Regions from separate parts of the Zea mays genome. Here all the other regions are linked to region 3. Evidence: chromatin contacts called from public Hi-C data. All regions are on one chromosome and are shown on one strand. Each heading gives the region's core, a stretch centred on a gene start, on an enhancer-like site or on the middle of the called end of the contact. The rest is flanking DNA. Distances are from core to core; before and after follow the strand shown.

Region 1 (3,241 bases), core at 481-2,980, 140 kb after region 3:
TTAGGGTTTTATCTTTTTTCTAGTCTGCTAGTTGCCTTGTTGGGCTAGGACCTGGGGTCTGGTGCGCTGCCGTGTTGGGTTTGGTGGTCGGCTCGGCCTCAACTCATTCATACAAACAGGACAGGTGTACACGTATGAAATACCCATGGGTAATCGGGTTTGGATTATTGCTTCCCAAACCCATACTCGTTTACCCAATGGGTGGAGATTTTATCCCATATCCATACCTATTGGGACAATTTTTGCCCCATACCGTATTCTAATAGGGGAATTTCTCATGGGTTAGCGGGTATCGGGTCCCCATTGACATCTCTATTATAATCAAAGGTGGCATGGAAGCACATGCGCATGGGCGGATTTGGGCCCCGGGCCACCTGGGCCGTGGCCCGGGGCGCAGCCCAAAACTCCTCTTGTATATATATTTTTTTCAGTGAAAAAATTTGGTTCAAAATACATTTCAGCCCAAAAATGTGACTCCAAAGACATCCTGCTTGCAGCGATTGAGCTTGACGCTGGCGGCCTCTCCTAGTCACGAAAACACAGACTCTTCCAATTATTTCGCAAACATGTGCGGCTGTACTTCATATGTTGCCAGCGGCACTGCCGCCTCCCTCCAGTCACTCTCCACGCCTTTGGGCTCCACGGATCCGGCAAGGGCATAAGGCAGTAACCTCTGAGACAACCGGACAGGCTCTAACTCAGGCATCTGTCACCACCGGTCCGACCTCCGCCAGTCCCCCTCCAGCCTCCCTACGACCCTGCAGCAGAGCCACGCGCGCCCTGCACTGGCGCCACGCCACCGCCCATGCAAACTCGCCCCTGCCATTACATCTTCTTCCAAGCTATACAACTTTCTTAACCTGATTCCCTTTCTTTTCTTATTCATAGGCGAGGGCGAAGTGCCTCTCTGGCCAATGGGCAGCGACTGTCTGCTGTCATGTGCCCGTAATTCTCTCCTATTGTGAGTAATTGTTCTCTGTCATAGTTTCACTGGATTGTTTTAAATGTTACTACCCCGTTCTTACATATTTATCGTCCGCTAGTTCATTTTGAACTAAAACGCTAAAAATAAAAAGACGGAGTAGTACATCATTATATGTGTAGAGTGGCCCGGAGCGTTAATTTTACGGAGCTCCGCCACTGCACATGCGTACTCTAGTTATAGTTTTACTTTATGTAAGTTGTCTAAACAATTATAGTAGTTTGGTCTCGTGTGTGTGTAGAAGTTATGGAATGTTGATTTAAGATAAAATAAATCAGTTTCCATCTTGAATCGGAGGTATTGGTTTATGCAAATCTTTCATATGTTAATAGGTAGCTACAACTACAGTATACTCAGTGATGTTCGACAGTTCGAGCTCGTTTCTTTCTTTCTTTTTTTTAAAAAACATGAGCTTGTCTTCTTTTAGTTGTGTTTAGCAGGAATTCAGTCTTGTTTTTCTTTTTCTTCCTTTTTTAAGTATGGATTCGTCTTTTTTAGGACGTGTTAAGCATGAATTCAGATTCAAGAAAAAATCATCTAAAATCTATTAAGATGTTCATGTTTAGATAGACCGTCAGGTACAGCACGACCCTGCATCGGGGGCTTCGGGGCAGCACAGCATGCCCTTGTATGAAAGCGTCTTCCGAGGGAAAGGGTCGGGCCCACGCCAGCGAACAATCACCTATAGCGACGAAAAGCCAGCAGATTCCAGCGACCGGTCATCCCAGGTCCCAGTCCACCGGTATCCTCACGCAGCCACGCTAAATTCGTCTCCACCTCCTCCCTCGTGACATCGTCTCGCACGGTCGCTCCCACCTTTCCGCCCGCCGAAACCCTAGCCCGCCCCGCCTCGCCGACGGCGATGGGCGCTGCATGATCGGTGCGTCCCCTTGGAACCGCCTGCCTTCTGGCATCGCCAAGCCCGCTGCCGCGGCTGCCGTCGTCGTAGCGGCGCTCGCGTCCTCCTTCCTCGCCCTCCCGCGTCCTCGCGCCGCCCCGCCCCCAGCGGGATCCGGGCCCCTCATGTCGAAGGCAAAGGTCTACACCGACGTCAACGTTCTGCGTCCCAAGGAGTACTGGGACTACGAGGCGCTCACCGTCCAATGGGGGTAAGTGATTACGTTACGTCACACTAGCAAAGTGCGTGCTTGTACGTTGTTACGATTTTCATTTATGCTTAAGTATTGAATATAAAAGACAAAGACATGTGTGTTCTGTTGTCTAGGTGGGTGTGAATTTGGGTTTAGAGCCAACAACTATAATTTGAATCCCTATTTGTGCATAATTTTAGCATTTTTATTATTTAAATGTTGGGGAGCACAAACACGATTGAAACTGTGGAACCAGGAAAACTGGTGCGTTATATAGTAGAGATTGTAACACCACCTAGCGCGGTTTGCACGCTTAAGCTTCGGCTGATTCGTTTGTATCTCCATGCGGTGGATTAGGTGAGATCGTTAGTATTGTCTGGCTTGCTTGCTGATTTTGGATCATCTTGGCTAGACTAAATGGTCTGGTTGAGCAGCATGATCTTTTTATCTGTGTACAGCTAATGTTGTACGAATGTTCATTTGGAGCAGAAGGTCCTAATATCACAATAGAGCCCATATTTTCAAAACTGAAGTGAATTATACCCCACCTTCTTATATCTGCTATACATTTATCCAAAAAAATTAGTGTTGAGTTGTTGACCATGTACTGGTGGCATGGTGGTGTTTATCTCTATCAGGACAATTTAATTATTTTATCTATTTTGCTTGGTTGGTTAAGGTGTACGTTCCTTTTAGTCTTTGTTATGATTTACTGCTATCAGGTCTTGGTAAGTTTTTTCCACTTGTGTCAATTTGGTGCAGCTAATCTTCTAGTAACTTGCAATATAAGCAGGTGATGGTTTCTGAACTAAGTCCTAGTGTTTATAGAAACTGATATGAAAGTTCATTAGGTCTTAGTTGTATTTTTTGGATTCTTTTAGTTACAGGATTAAGCTAAATAGTTCCTAGTGTTTTGACTTTTGAGATTATTGTGCATTGATCCGCAAAAACACGTCTATTAAGTGTAACGACATATCAGTTGACTCTCGGTGATAGGACTGAGTTGAAACCTTTTCTTTTTAGAATTAAGGCACAACTGAACTCTTCACCAAATTGAGAGTACGAGGTACGTGGATCACTAAACATGCTAATTCCAGTTGCTAAGTCTTTATGGGTGTCCCTGATTCATGCTGAAACTCTTAAGCAAGTACCAAAAACATGTAGGCCA
Region 2 (3,606 bases), core at 467-2,966, 160 kb before region 3:
TAATCAACATACAATGATTAGTCAACACCAGCTTATCGGCCAAAGTACTTATGCAAACAAAGGCAAGGAACTATCTCATAAAATTTGTTATCTTTTTTCTGTGTGCACAATAAGATCAAAGGGGCTAACAAGTTACACCAAGTAAGTTGCATGGCATTAAGAGGTTTACCTCTGTTACGATATGCCTTATATTTATAAACTATATTAGCTAAAATAACATAAATCAAAGCATACTTATCAGCCTAATGGAACTCATAAAATTTCTAAGGTCAGTGACCTGCAAGAAAAATAATAGAATTTAATTTTACATTGATTGCAAAGGTCCTCAGAATCAAACAGGTATATCATGAAAAAGAAACAAAAAATGAAATAGCTGAACCATGAACAAGATCACATAAGCAAGAGATATGAGCACTTTCGAGGTTCAGATTCTTGCCTTCAATAATTCAAAAATATAGTATCTGATATCATAATCAGATAACGCAGGGTAGAGTACTTTGAAGTCAGTGTTGTTGACATGTTCAAAGATCAGACTAGGTGTCTTTGATTCATCATCTCTGACAATATCAAGTAGTTTTACAATGTTAGGCCCTCCATATAAGTTCTGAAGTATCTTTATTTCCCTCTTTATCTGAATCATCATAAAAGACATCCACATGAATCGTTACGATGTCACACAAATCTAAGCAAAAAAATAGAAGGAAAAAAAAAGATAAAAATCAAAATATCTCTACAGCTGAAAAGCATATCGTGTAAGCCTAAAATGGATCAAATAAAAAGAAAATCACAATTTTGCATGGACAAACTCCTATACAGACGTGCGTGCAAGATGACATGGCTATATGAGAGTGATTTGAAGCTACAATGTCTCCAAACCACACTGCCTCATGCCCTTTGGCGTCCTAAGTGGATAAGTAGTAGAAGCAACTAGCCAGCTAGATAATCCTCAAGCCTAACACAGAATCAGCTGAGACTGGAAGACATTGGTGTAGTCCAATGTGGCTCTACAAGGCAGTCCCTGTATGTCATATTTATGATTCCATCCGTATAGCTGGTTGCCAGAAATGTGACAACCACCGCAACAGAGCATTGTAAAAGCAAAGCTGACCTTCTTCTTCTTCACGGGCTTCAGGATCTTAATGACGCATCTCTCATCGCTCCCGGCCCGGAACCCTTCGAACACCTCGCTGTACTTCCCCCTCCCCACCTTCCGCAGCACCTCGTACCCATCCTGCTTCCTGCACGGACAGACGCATCAGAAATAAAACCTTACACCATTCAAATCTGGGGATCACAGTGTAAAGCCGAGCTCCAGCTCCGTGCGCCTACCCCCACTGGATGTCGAGCGACTCGTAGTCCCAGTACTCCTTGGGGCGCTGGGCGTTAGCGTCGGCGTAGACGCGCGCCACCGAGGCGGCGCCACCGGGTTGCCGCGTGGCCCGCCCGAAGCGCGGCGTCATGGGGAGCGGCGCCTCAGCCGCAGCTGCCGCGGCGGCGGCGTAGGCCGTGGGGGCGAGGCGGCGGCGCCGGTGGTGGTGCCCGTGGTGCGGGACCGCGGTGGAGAGAAGGAAGCGTAGGAAGAGACCGTGGGGCGCGGCGGTGGCGGCGGGTGCCGGGAGCGGAAGGACACGGCTGCGCAGGGCGCCCCAGGCCATAGAAACCGCGGCGCGGGCGTGCGGGGGAGATTGAGGGTCGTAGGGCTCAATTCAGTCAATCTATCGGGCTCGCCGCCGCGTGCGAGCACGTCTGCGAGAGCAAAAGCAATGCACGGAGGCCTTTCAGCGAGCGCTCGGCACTAGGACCGGGCCAAAAAAAAAACGAGACTGAAAACGAACCCGAAGAACCCGGGATCCGAACAGAACAAACAGATATTTCAGGGTTCGGTTTTTATTCTGGGCATAGGTTACATAGAACCGAATAAAATACTAAAAACCGGGTTCTCAGTTCGGTTAACCGAACGCCGAATAGTTTAACGGGTACCAAGCAAAGGCCCAAGCGGCCAAGCTCAACAACGTTTCTCAAGAGTTTAGCCTTTTAGGGTTGACTCGTCGCGTTCTCCTACCAGGCTCCACGCAGAGGCAAGTAGGCAATAATCATCAAGTCCTCCTCTTTCCGGACAAGATATACAAAGAGACCCGCCAACTGTCTTTTTATTGAATCTTTTAAAGATAGATATTATGATTAGTCCTTTTCTTTAGTATTTATCGTCCTTCTATTTTTTTAGTTATTCACTGGAGCAATTATATATTGAAGTCAATCCGAGACAAGTGTTCGGATCTATTATGACATAAGAATTAGGTGCCTATCGAACATTGGTTATTCTAGAAAATTATTTCCCGACATAACAAAAAAATCTTTTTTACGTTTTAATTTAAGAAGCCGGTGTATTTTTCTGAGGGTATAAGCCTCTATCTACATCTACTTTCCTTGAGTGGGCACAATATAGATTTTTTTGATTCAATTCAAAATTCTAAGATAACTCATTAGAATTATTAATAAGATCGTCCTGATATATTAGGTAGGAATATTTAGATTGTCGATTTTTATGTACTTTATTACTTCTGTTCCAGAGCATGTTGTGTTGGAGACAAAGAATAAGTCCATATGTAGACATAAGCATTGCATTGTTGTTGATTCAGGATTTATGTGAGCAGAATCCATATTTGAGCAAGTCGAACTTGCATGGAAGAATCAAACCTAAAATGTGGCAAAAAAATGTAGCACAAGTGGACATGTTGCAGATTTACCAGGCAAAAGGGATTGATGTGGTAAATGTTTGGCAATTTTAAAAACATAAGGATGTGAATCTCTTCGTGAATAGCTATCCACAGAGAGTACTACAAGACAATTGTGAAAAGGGAAGAAACACACATGCATGTTGTGGAGAACATAGAATGGGCATAGGTTGCAGGAAACAAAACATTTCCAAGCATGCAAATGGGTCGGGCAGTTTGATCGCTAGCTAAGCACTAGATCACACCACCAAAAAAAGTAACACCTACCATTCTACCTACTTCCTGAAATTACGTTTTACGTCATATAGATATAAATTTCAGATTCAGGGAGCTGGGGCTTTCAATCACCTTGATGTTGTTCCCCGTCGTCTGCTCCTCGTCCACAGCCGCCAAAGAAAAGAAAACCTTGAATGAAGCGTAATCAGCTAAACAAGCAAAGGAGCATCAGGTTATCAGGTTATAGATCGATGGAGCTTATAGCTTGTCGGCAGCACATGTAATACTCAACTTGTGGATAATAAAAGAGAAGAATTCATCTCCTTATATGTATTGCCCTCTATTCATTAAAACATATGAATAATCACATTTAAAGTAAATAAATTAACTAATGAAACATAAATAATTCATGCATCGTGTTGAAGGCTATTTGTTTGTACACTTAATAATAATAATGGTAATAATAAAACTATATTAATGCTGAAATTGGGGTTTAACCTAATTTGAAATCTAGAATTTGAAAATGAAATAGGAAAGGTAAAGGAAAACCAAAATATAAAAGCAATAAAAAATAACTAAAACAACTATGCTTACATGCTGATATTCTTTTTGATTCTGCAGTTGATTTGGTGGTCAAACTAAATTTGAATTTAAA
Region 3 (3,575 bases), core at 681-3,180:
AGTTCAGCCAGAGGCCATGGTATGGTATCAATAATGCGATGCTGGCCGGTCTTTCACGTGCATCTGTGCAAGCAAGCACGGCTACCGAGCCAGCATTCCAGACAGAGACAGTCGCCACGGTTGACTCGTTTCAGATCTACGACTACGAGCGACCAGCTGCAGTGCCACACACACACACACTCCACTGTACTACTACTAACCTAGGGCTAGGGGGGATAATGCATTTTCTATGGGCGCTACGGATGCTTCGAGAGACCACTAATAATAAAACGTTTGCAGTTAATTGCGGCGCTGGGAGCGTTGGCCTTGGTCCGTTGGGCGGGCCCTTTGCTTGACTTGAAAGACATGGAACGGAATCTAGCCTGCGTACTTCGCTGACGCTGATACAGCAGCTGTTGAAGGGGGAAAAAAGAAGAACGCACTGGAGCGGTAGTAATTTGCTCACCAGATAAAGCAATCATGTCGGCCTGCGACAGGTTGTTGAGGGCGAAAATGCTCGTCAGCTGGTCCAGGTTGAAGGACGGCGGCGGCAGCTTGCCGTCGACGTTGGTGGACATGGACACCAGCCCGTCCAGCCTCCCCAGCTCCACCGCGTACGACGGCCCGCCAGCCTGCGCGAACCGATCGAGGATCAGAGAGCCTGTACCCTGTAGTGCTGCTGTCCTACTACGCTACGCTTTACTAGTAGGCTCCGCTTCCGCATCCCAGGGGAATCCTCCAAAGTTCGGGAGCTTTGGGGGTCCGGAAGAAGAAAGGTGGGTGCGATCTGTGCCGGGCATTGATTGGACCGCGCCGCGTGTGCTAGGAGAGGACGTGTGGTATGGTACCAGCTCAATGACGTCCCGGGTGGCCAGCGCCAGGATGTCGGCGCACGACACCTGGTTGGCGCACGCCGGCACGGCGTCCACGGCCGCCTTGGCCTGGATGACGGTGTCGAAGCCGTCGCCGGCCAGGGAGAGGTTGCTCGGGTGGTCCTTCTCCGCCGTGTTGTTCCCCGTGGACACCAGGATCACCGACGCGTCGCAGCCCTGCATGCACGCGGGAAGTTGAAGCATCGCCAGTCGCCCCGGTCCGTCAGAAACACAGGCAGTCGTCGAGGAAGAGGAAGAGGAAGCGCGCACCTCGACGAAGCAGTCGTGGAAGAAGAGGCGGATGGTGGCGCCCACGGCGACGGGCTGCGCCTGCACCTTCTTGGACACCGCGGCGCGCACGATGCTCTCCAGGTCCGGGCACACCGCCGCGTAGTAGTCCTGCCGCAGCTGCGCCGTCACGCCGGCGGTGGCTGCCGCGAGCGCCGCCAAGAGCGCCGCCAGGACCCTGATCCCGGCGCCCATGCTGCTGCGCCTAGCCTGGTCCACGCGCTCCCTCCCTCCCTCCTCTGCTGCCTTCTCCGGTTCTCCCCACGCACGCAGAGCTCGGTCGCCCCTGCTGCTGTTGAGTCTTGACTCTTGAGTGAGTAGTAGTGTCTCCTCGCGCTCGGCAACAGCAGCAGCGTCTCACTCCCCACTCTTGCAGTCCCAGCGGCCGGGTACTGCCGCGAGTGATGGCGGCTGGTGAGGCTGTCGAGCGCTGCGCTTGTGGCTGCAGCTGGTGGCGGGCGGTGAGGTTATGATCGCGGGGGGCAAGTGCCGCGTGCGATTGCGGTTTGCGATGCAGTACAAGCCAAGTCTCCTCGGGAGCCGGTCAGTGATCGATGGTTTTTAATGCGCGGAGGCGGCGGCGCGCGGTACGTCATGGACGGCTCCGTTGGGGGCACGCGCCGAGATGCGTGCGCTAGGGCGGATGGCGAGAGCGGGGCCCGTGCGGTGCGACTGCGGAGACACATGCGCCCTGCGTGTCCGGTCCGGTGGGCGTATGCGGCATGGCTAGCTGGCCGCCGGCGACGCGAACATGTGTGCGCTGCGATCGCAACCTCCACATGGCGTGGTTGGTGCGCGCGCGCGAGACCAACTGACCAAGGGCTTGCGTTTTGCAAGCAGTGGGGGCAGGGCACAAGTAACAATGCCAGTACGTACTACTGTGCTCGTCGCTACTCCCGTGGTGGCAGTGGCACAGTGCTGATAATACAGAGATCTCACGAGAAGGGCAAGCGAACAAGTAAACTGAAACTTTTTTTTTTGGTTGGCGTGTCCTGGGATGTGGTGTAGTACCGTCACGGAAGCTGGAAACAAGACTTGATTGATCCAATCCAACTCGGATAAACTGAAAGCAAGGCTCGGTCCGTAGGTTACGGTTACGGGACCTCGCGGTAACACAGGCGCAAGGGATTGCACATGTATCACGCGGCATGGCATATGGTCACCGCGGCTGCGTGACTCGACGGTTCGAGGCAGCAGCAGATAGTTGTGTTGTGTCGTCGTCTCTGCGCATCCGGAAACGCGAGTGCGTCCAAGGCCAGGCGCTTGGCCTGCATCCCGGGGCAGGTAGTAGGTTTTTATGATTGGAAGGAAGACGTCCAGAATCCGCCGCTGGTAGCGGCTGGTGCTAGTAGTAGTCGCGATAATTGGTGTGGCCTAGTAGCTCCTAGGGGCCCATGGCGGCGCAAAAAAAGTGGCGTGTACCTGAAAGAGTCCCGTTGCTTATTCGACCATCGTGCTGCCCCCTGGGCGCCTTGGATCGTAGCAAGCATGCATCAGCGTCGCGTGCCTTCTTTTTTCCCCAGAACATTGTCACAGTAGGAGAGTACTACTTCTTTTCGGTCCTCCTGTAAATTTGTCAGAAGCAGCCCGGGCGCGGCGCACTACCGAGGCGGGCAATTGCAGTGCAACGGGCGAAGGGATTAATGGAAGTGGCGGTGTTTTTTGAACGTTGGTGTTTGATGTTAACATCCACTTACCCGAGACCCCAACCCCAAGCAGAGGCGTCAACGGGCGATTGTGTTGGCTTGTCTGATAACTCTGATGGCTGATGCTAACGGCCACCTGCAGTCGCTGTCTGTCTTTTTCACCATCCGATGATCCTTTGGTGGCGATTAACGGGCAGCTAACGTCAGCGGCCCAGCCACACCCGCATAATAACTTCCTGACCGGTCGGGTCCGACGCGGTCCCTGCCTCTCTGATCGGACAGACTCGCCAGTAGCGGCTAGCGGGGCCTGGATCTGGATCAGGCCCACGCCACGCGGCCCAAGTAGCGGGGTGACGGGACAATTTCAAGTTTTCAACCGCGGTTCGCCGGGTGTTGGCAGAAAATGAGCCACGGCTTCTGATGTTTCAGTTCAGCTGTCGATCCCCTTCCCAGTTCCCCTCGGGTTGTTGCGGACTGGCCCTCCTACCAAACCGGATAGGCCATGCGCCATGGGCGGCTAGCTCCCGAGTCTCCCCCAGTCTTTTGCCCATCACGGGGGCGGAGCGCCAGGTCTGCCACGGGCCACGGCACCCGCCAGCACTTTTCATTCAGCGAATGCGCGCGTGCGCTATCTGGTCCTGGTCGCTCTATCGGTTGGTGCGCGCCATTCATGGGCAATGGCGAGGAATGTGCTTCGGCTCTCGGCTGCACTAGAGATCAGAAGCTGGCGTAGTGGGGAGCTTGTCTCGTTGCGAAAGAGACCGTCGCGTTCCTTCTCTTCCAAATCTGC

The links. A called contact is a pair of places that touch in the nucleus more often than the background predicts.
Region 1: a Hi-C map of leaf shows a contact between it and region 3, with 5 times the contacts expected there. The contact joins the promoter of LOC542460 here to the promoter of LOC100382459 in region 3. A contact is called at or near these places in 9 of 25 Hi-C or Micro-C datasets (bundle sheath, ear, endosperm and 3 more).
Region 2: a contact with region 3 is called in a Hi-C map of leaf, with 4 times the contacts expected there. The contact joins the promoter of LOC100193188 here to the promoter of LOC100382459 in region 3. A contact is called at or near these places in 2 of 25 Hi-C or Micro-C datasets (bundle sheath and leaf).

Annotation. Positions count from the first base shown.
Region 1 is chr1:286,237,372-286,240,612 of Zm-B73-REFERENCE-NAM-5.0, reverse strand. It overlaps LOC542460 (CK2 protein kinase alpha 2), which reads left to right and starts at 1,730. Exons shown (of 10, transcript NM_001112016.2): 1 at 1,730-2,091. The coding sequence starts at 1,856.
Region 2 is chr1:286,540,347-286,543,952 of Zm-B73-REFERENCE-NAM-5.0, reverse strand. LOC100193188 reads right to left here and starts at 1,716. Exons shown (of 10, transcript NM_001138343.1): 1 at 1,330-1,716; 2 at 1,109-1,238; 3 at 437-631. The coding sequence starts at 1,655.
Region 3 is chr1:286,378,471-286,382,045 of Zm-B73-REFERENCE-NAM-5.0, reverse strand. It overlaps LOC100382459 (Peroxidase 73), which reads right to left and starts at 1,930. Exons shown (of 3, transcript NM_001175200.1): 1 at 828-1,930; 2 at 446-611. The coding sequence starts at 1,334.